2 separate regions of the Triticum aestivum genome follow, and region 1 is linked to region 2. A link is a contact called in public Hi-C data. All regions are on one chromosome and are shown on one strand. Each heading gives the region's core, a stretch centred on a gene start, on an enhancer-like site or on the middle of the called end of the contact. The rest is flanking DNA. Distances are from core to core; before and after follow the strand shown.

The links. Hi-C and Micro-C count contacts between places; a contact is called where the count stands out from the background.
Region 1: a contact with region 2 is called in a Hi-C map of leaf, with 4 times the contacts expected there. The contact joins the enhancer-like site here to the promoter of LOC123169302 in region 2. A contact is called at or near these places in 4 of 5 Hi-C or Micro-C datasets (leaf and an unstated tissue).

What each region holds. Positions count from the first base shown.
Region 1 is chr1D:320,876,899-320,879,929 of IWGSC CS RefSeq v2.1, forward strand. No RefSeq gene overlaps it. Among protein-coding and RNA genes, the nearest start is that of LOC123169302, 61 kb to the left of the region's middle. Within about 2 kb of position 1,528, at least 1 of the 8 cell types and tissues checked has an H3K27ac peak or open chromatin away from gene starts, as enhancers often do.
Region 2 is chr1D:320,816,133-320,819,073 of IWGSC CS RefSeq v2.1, forward strand. It overlaps LOC123169302 (E3 ubiquitin-protein ligase EL5), which reads right to left and starts at 1,575. Exons shown (of 1, transcript XM_044587146.1): 1 at 282-1,575. The coding sequence starts at 1,272. The coding sequence ends at 709.

The DNA.
Region 1 (3,031 bases), core at 278-2,777, 61 kb after region 2:
ATGTGGCGAAGGGAAACCATCCGGCATTTCCCGCCAGGCCCTTGCACCCTGCCCGCCGCCCCGCCCGCCGCCCTCTAGAAGCTTTGCCTTTCTTTTGACGCGTCGGGCTTGCGGGCGGTCACCTTCTCTGGATCCCCTAGTTACATCGGCTCCGGCATGTCTTCATATAGGTCCATGCGGTGGCGGAAGGCGAAAAGCGCGGGGATTGGGATGGAGGGTGGTGACGATCAAAGCGGAGAGGGAGGGGAGAGCGCGAGTTTTGGCACAAAAATAGTGCGGACTGCCTGAGATGCTTGGGCTCCGTCTTGGTTTTTAGCAGGTAGGGTGTCGGAGTCCTACATGATGAAGACGGCCTGGACTCCCACAAAGCCCCCATTTGCTTTTGGTTCACGGGAAAATGAACAAGAAGACGCGCGGTGTTTTGAGGGTCCTGCCCTTAACCTGTTGATCTCACCGTACTCTTTCAGTCGCGATATGATGGTGCCGTCTGGCTTGGCTGGCCGGTCCGGCGTGCGTTCCTTTCTTGCTTGGATCGGCGTCAAAGCATCAGTCCCAAGCCTTGAGCGCAACCGGTGACCGCTGACGAACAGCTAGCAAGTAGCAACATCTGACCGCGGCTCCAGCAACAATTTCGTTGATGCTTGGATGTTAGGTAAACATCTTGTTCGTCGGCACATGTTGGATGCCAATCATGCCAGGCAGCAGCTAGCATCACATCGCCCCACCCAAGGTGCCCAAAATCAAGGACATATTCCGCAGCTCGTGACCAACACCGTACAGTACGCGCGGCCGACTAATTAATCCCCAACTCCCTCCAGATCATTCTACCGTACTACCCTATCGTAGAACCACATGCATGCATAGACAAGATGCTCCCTCCTCTCGTTTTGGCATCTCTTCTTCATCGACCATCTTTCTCCCCCAGAATACTATCGTGGAGATAATACTATGAGTCACACGTCGGGTCTCCGTACATCGACGTCCACCTCAGCACAGCATGCAGCACCGGCGGTCAAGTTGGCGGTGCACCGGTGCGCGCATGTGGTGGTAATATGTAGTGCATGGCCGTTGCTTTCGATGGTGCGGTGCCCCTTCCCGCCGAGCACATGGATCCGCTTGTCTTGTCGTCGTGCCTTTGAAACATGGGAGGAGGCGACGACGGAGGGCCGGTCTGATCACGTCGCCGTCGGCGTACGAAACGGTACGATCTGAGGACGGTACAACTGACCACGAACGACGACAACGTAATCGATCGACCAGAAAGAGATACATTTTAAATTGAACGTCGCTGCTGTCTGGGGTACAAATACTCTTGGAGTGGAAGCGTGCTGTATTTGCCCAGGATGTTAGGGCGCTTCTCGGTACCTCGGGTAGCTAGGTAGGTGTTGTAGCTGTGAGCCCCGAGGCTTATCTACAATCTGCGTGTGACTATGAGCTGGAAGATATGCATGCACGCATAGGGATGGGGCGGCAAGAAACCTGACGAAACGTGCCTGACCTGACCAGACGGACGTGTGTGATCTACTACTACTCCATACTGTTGCTAGTGAGTGGCCATACTGTTGCATGCACAGCAGTGTGGTGACTCAACGGACCACCTCCATGACTCAAGGAGCTAGCAGCTAGCTCCAAGAACCGAATCCACTACGCGTGCGTCCAGTTGGTACCATGTACTTACTGTACATGTGTGGAAAGGTCAGTGGTTTCATTGCTTTGACAATGGTAGACGGTAGACATGACATGACAACTGCTACATGAAAGCGATGATTTGATGTTCCCGGAAAAGCTCATTGGATCCATGCGATTTTTACGGGATTTTTATAGGATGGTGATCCTAAGTAATATATTTTTTGTAAACCTTGATTTGTCCTCCCTCCGTACCATAATTCTTGTCGTGGTTTTAGTTTAGGACTAGGAATAGTTACTATGGAATTTTCCGTGCTCTATTTCATAAGAATTTTAGAAAAGTCCGAGCTCATGGAAAAATTCATGCGCTTCCATGAACAACACGCTTGTGTCAATTCCTTTGTTTTACAATTCCATCGAATTCAAACGGGCAGGTAGGTCATAGCAATCCTCTATTTTTTCTATCATGTGAATCAAAGGAGCCCTAAGCATCTACACCCTTTTTTCCAATGTCCCTGTGCCCATTGTCTCTCTTCGATAGGTAGGAGAGAAATGCGGCCGCGGGACCATTTTCTTGGCGACCTTAACAACACAAGGTTCCAGCAACAACATTTCAGTTTCTACGGCGCTTGCTTGCAAACTTGAATGACCCAAGTCACCAAAGTAGAGAATTCAAGCATGTCGTAGAAGAAAAGGCAGTTTCCTACTACGCCAGTGAGTTCCAATTGGACGTTGACGATGCTTCTTTCTTGATATCATCAGTGTGGATTCTAGACGAGTTTGATGGGACTTTACATTCCCAAGTGAAAGTTCTTGTACGAACCATGTAATTAGGTACCAATCAACATAGCCGAGGAAAGATATTTTCAACTTGATGACCATGCCCAAAAATGTCAATCAAAGCTTCCAATTCTACTAGCAAAAGGGCCCATGCGTTGCTATGAGATTTTTTTCTATAATCTTAAATGGCCATAGCCACATTTTGCTGCATCATCGAGATACACTATCACTCTCAATTTTGCGAGATCGTGAACAAATTTTGAAATATGAATATTTTTTAAACACGTGAACATTTTTCAAATTCATGAACACTTTTACAAATTTTCCAAAATTTCTAAAATCAATAACATTTTCTGAATTCATGAACATTTTATACTATTTGCAAACATTTTTTAAAAAAATTGACATTTTTTAAACAATGTTTTTGAATTGGTGAATATTTTTTCGAAATTAGTGGAACATTTTTTAAATTCATGATTTTTTATTTAACAAACTTTTTTGAAATGCATGATCATTTTTTGAATCCGCAAATATTTTATGCATGAATAAACTATTTTGTAAGTCACAGACAATATTTTAATTTTTAGGATAGTTTTCCATTCATGAGCATTTTTTGAATTAGCAA
Region 2 (2,941 bases), core at 325-2,824:
CATTACATTTCAGTTTCTATGGCGCCTGCTTGAAAACTTTGAACGACCGAAGTCACTAAAGTAGAGAATTCAAGCATGTCGTAGTAGAAAAGCAGTTTCCTACTATTACAGTGACTTCCACTTGGGTGTTGAGTCTGCTTGTTTCTTGATTTCATGTGCCTAGATTCTAGGCGAGTTCAATTGGACTTCTACCTTCCCGAGTGAAAGGAAATCCCTTTCTCGTTTTGTAGAACCATGCAATTAGGTACCCATCAACATAGCCGAAAGAGCATATTTTCAACTTGATGGCCATGCCCAAAAATGTCGATCAAACCTTTTCATTAATAATTTACATATGTATATGATCTTACACTACTAATTTTGTCACGCACACAATCACACGCGAGCCTAATCTAATATATATGTTGCTAATCTTACAATTCCAATCATACGCACATCATCATCATCATATAGAAGAAGACTCCGATTCAAATATGCATCTCACCGATCACCAAAACTGACGAGAGCCAGAGAGATACGTATAGTAACAAGAACACAACAAACCCAAAGACGAGGAACGAAGCCAACCGTACCTCGCCGACCCGCAGGAGTCAGCTAAGGGATAGCGACACACCGACGCCGAAAGATGCGTGTCGCCTTCCGCCGTTTACGTGCTCCTCTGGCTTGGCTTTGGTAGCACGCGGCCTCGCCGGCGCGCGCAGATCCGCCTCACACCGGGCACTCCGCGCCGTCGTCTTTTGGGTCGTTCTTGGGCTCGGCGGCGGCGGGCGCAGGGGCGACCACGCTGGCGCGGCAGAGCGGGCACGTGGAGTGTAGATGCAGCCACGCGTCGACGCACGCGGCGTGGAACCGGTGCCCGCAGCGAGGGAGGAGGCGCGCCAGGTCGCCGTCCCGGAACTCCACGATGCACACCGCGCAGTCGGCCGCCGCCTTCCCGGCGGCTTCGCTGCTGGAGTCGAACACGGACACGGGCAGGGAAGACGGGATGTCCGGCTGCTCGGGGTCGCGCAGTCGCCTGGACGCTCTCGGCGAGGTCGCCGGAGACGAGTCGGTCGATGACGACTCCTCATCAGCACCTCCGGGGGTAGACGGCCCTCGCTTCCCGGAGAAGAACCGCCAGAAGTAGAAGAAGATGAGGACTATCATTAGCACGTTGATGCTGACGAGGCAGGCCGTCAGCATCGGGCCGTGCGGCGCCCAGTGCTTGCTCGTCTCTACCGCCGCCGCCGCCGTGGTCGCTGGGCTCGCGCTGCCGCTCTGGGGCGTTGACATGGTGGCGCTTGATGCAAGAAGATGGCTTCGGACGAGTGGAACGGCAGATGGCAGTTGCCAATGGTGTGCATAAATAGCACAGACCGAATCTTTCTTGTTTTACAAATTACAAACGAAAAAGGGCGTCCTTCCCAAGCAGATTATCAACTTTGTCGTTGGTAACTAAAAGGAGCACGAGGGACGAGAATGCACCCGAAGAACAGGGAAAAGTAGCAACTAAGAATGGGGAAGAAGAAAAGCGGAAGGACGAAGGTGGTGTAGGAAAGTGGAGAGAATGGGGGGGTTTATAAAAGGGTGGAGGATGAGATAATATTGGCTCTTGGGGTTTGGTATGTGCAAATGGTGATGAGTTTATTAACTTGGCAACGGTTTGACTGGGGTGTGGTGTGCAAATGGTGTTGTAACCTAGGTTGGCTCTTACTACTATCTCATGGCATTTCTAATTGATCGCCTATAACCGGTCAGAGGAGTAAAAACCTGGGTTTACTCATCTAAGCGGGACCTAGCTGATCACCGATAACTGTTGAAGGATGATCATTATCCAACGTCGCTTATCCCTAACATATATTTACTCCACCGCTTGACGACGGAGTAAAAAAAAAAATCTCCACTCATCCTTTCCATCTCGTCTGCTTCTACTTTTCCCCGTCCCCGCCACCGGTGACACCCCCTTCCCCGCTGTGTTCCGCCGCCCTCTCCTTCCAATGGCCGAACCCCGTGGATGGTGCTCCATGCCGCCGATCCGCGTCGTGGATCCGCCCCGCCACGTGAGCCGCGCGTCTTCAAGCGGCACCTCCTCAAGAAGCCGCCGCCGCCGCTGGTATGCGGCCCTCTCACCGCATCTCTGACTTTCCCGACCTCCCTCCGCGCGACAGCAGCAGAGGAAGTACATCGGCATCCACCAGCGGGGGTACGTGGGTGGCGGAGATAACCGACTGTGAGACCAACACGAAGAATTGGCTCGGGTCCTTCCACACGGCGGAGCTCGGCGCCCTCAAGTACGCCCGGTGGCAGGTCCGGTTGCACGGCGTGCCCCAACTTCCTGTGGGGGACGGCGCCCGTTGAGCTCGTCACGCCGCCGTCAGGGGTGGTGAATGCGGCGATGGCTCGGGAGGACTGGGATGCGAGGGAGCAATTCGCTGCGGAGGCCGCCAACGTGGAGGAGGAGCGGGCGATCTTCTCGGAGCGCGCGGTCGATAGGGAGGTCATCATCCTCTCCGCCGACGAGGAGCACGGGGGTGACGACGATGACAAGCACGGTGACGGCAAGGCCGAGGAGGAGTTCGACGTTGAAGAGTGGCGGCGCATCTTCCCCAACTCCGGCGACGACGGCACATGCCCGGACCCCATGGATGGTGGAATGTAGAGGCAAGATTAGCTCGCCCTCTACAAGGGTGATGATGATGGTGAAGATTAATTTAGTTTAATTTCATGTTTATTTTTAAGTTTATGTTTATGTTTAGGTTTAAAAACTCATGTCGAGTGGGATGTCAAGACAAGGTGGATGATTAATATGTCCAATTTCAATTGTTCAAATCGAATCTAGGTTGAACTTATGCAAATTTGTTTTTTACTCTATTAATTAGGAGTTCAGCTAGGTCCGACCAAAAGTTAGTGAAGTAAAAATCATTCACTAAGCTTTGCTCGGCCGGATTCTTCTCTATTTTAT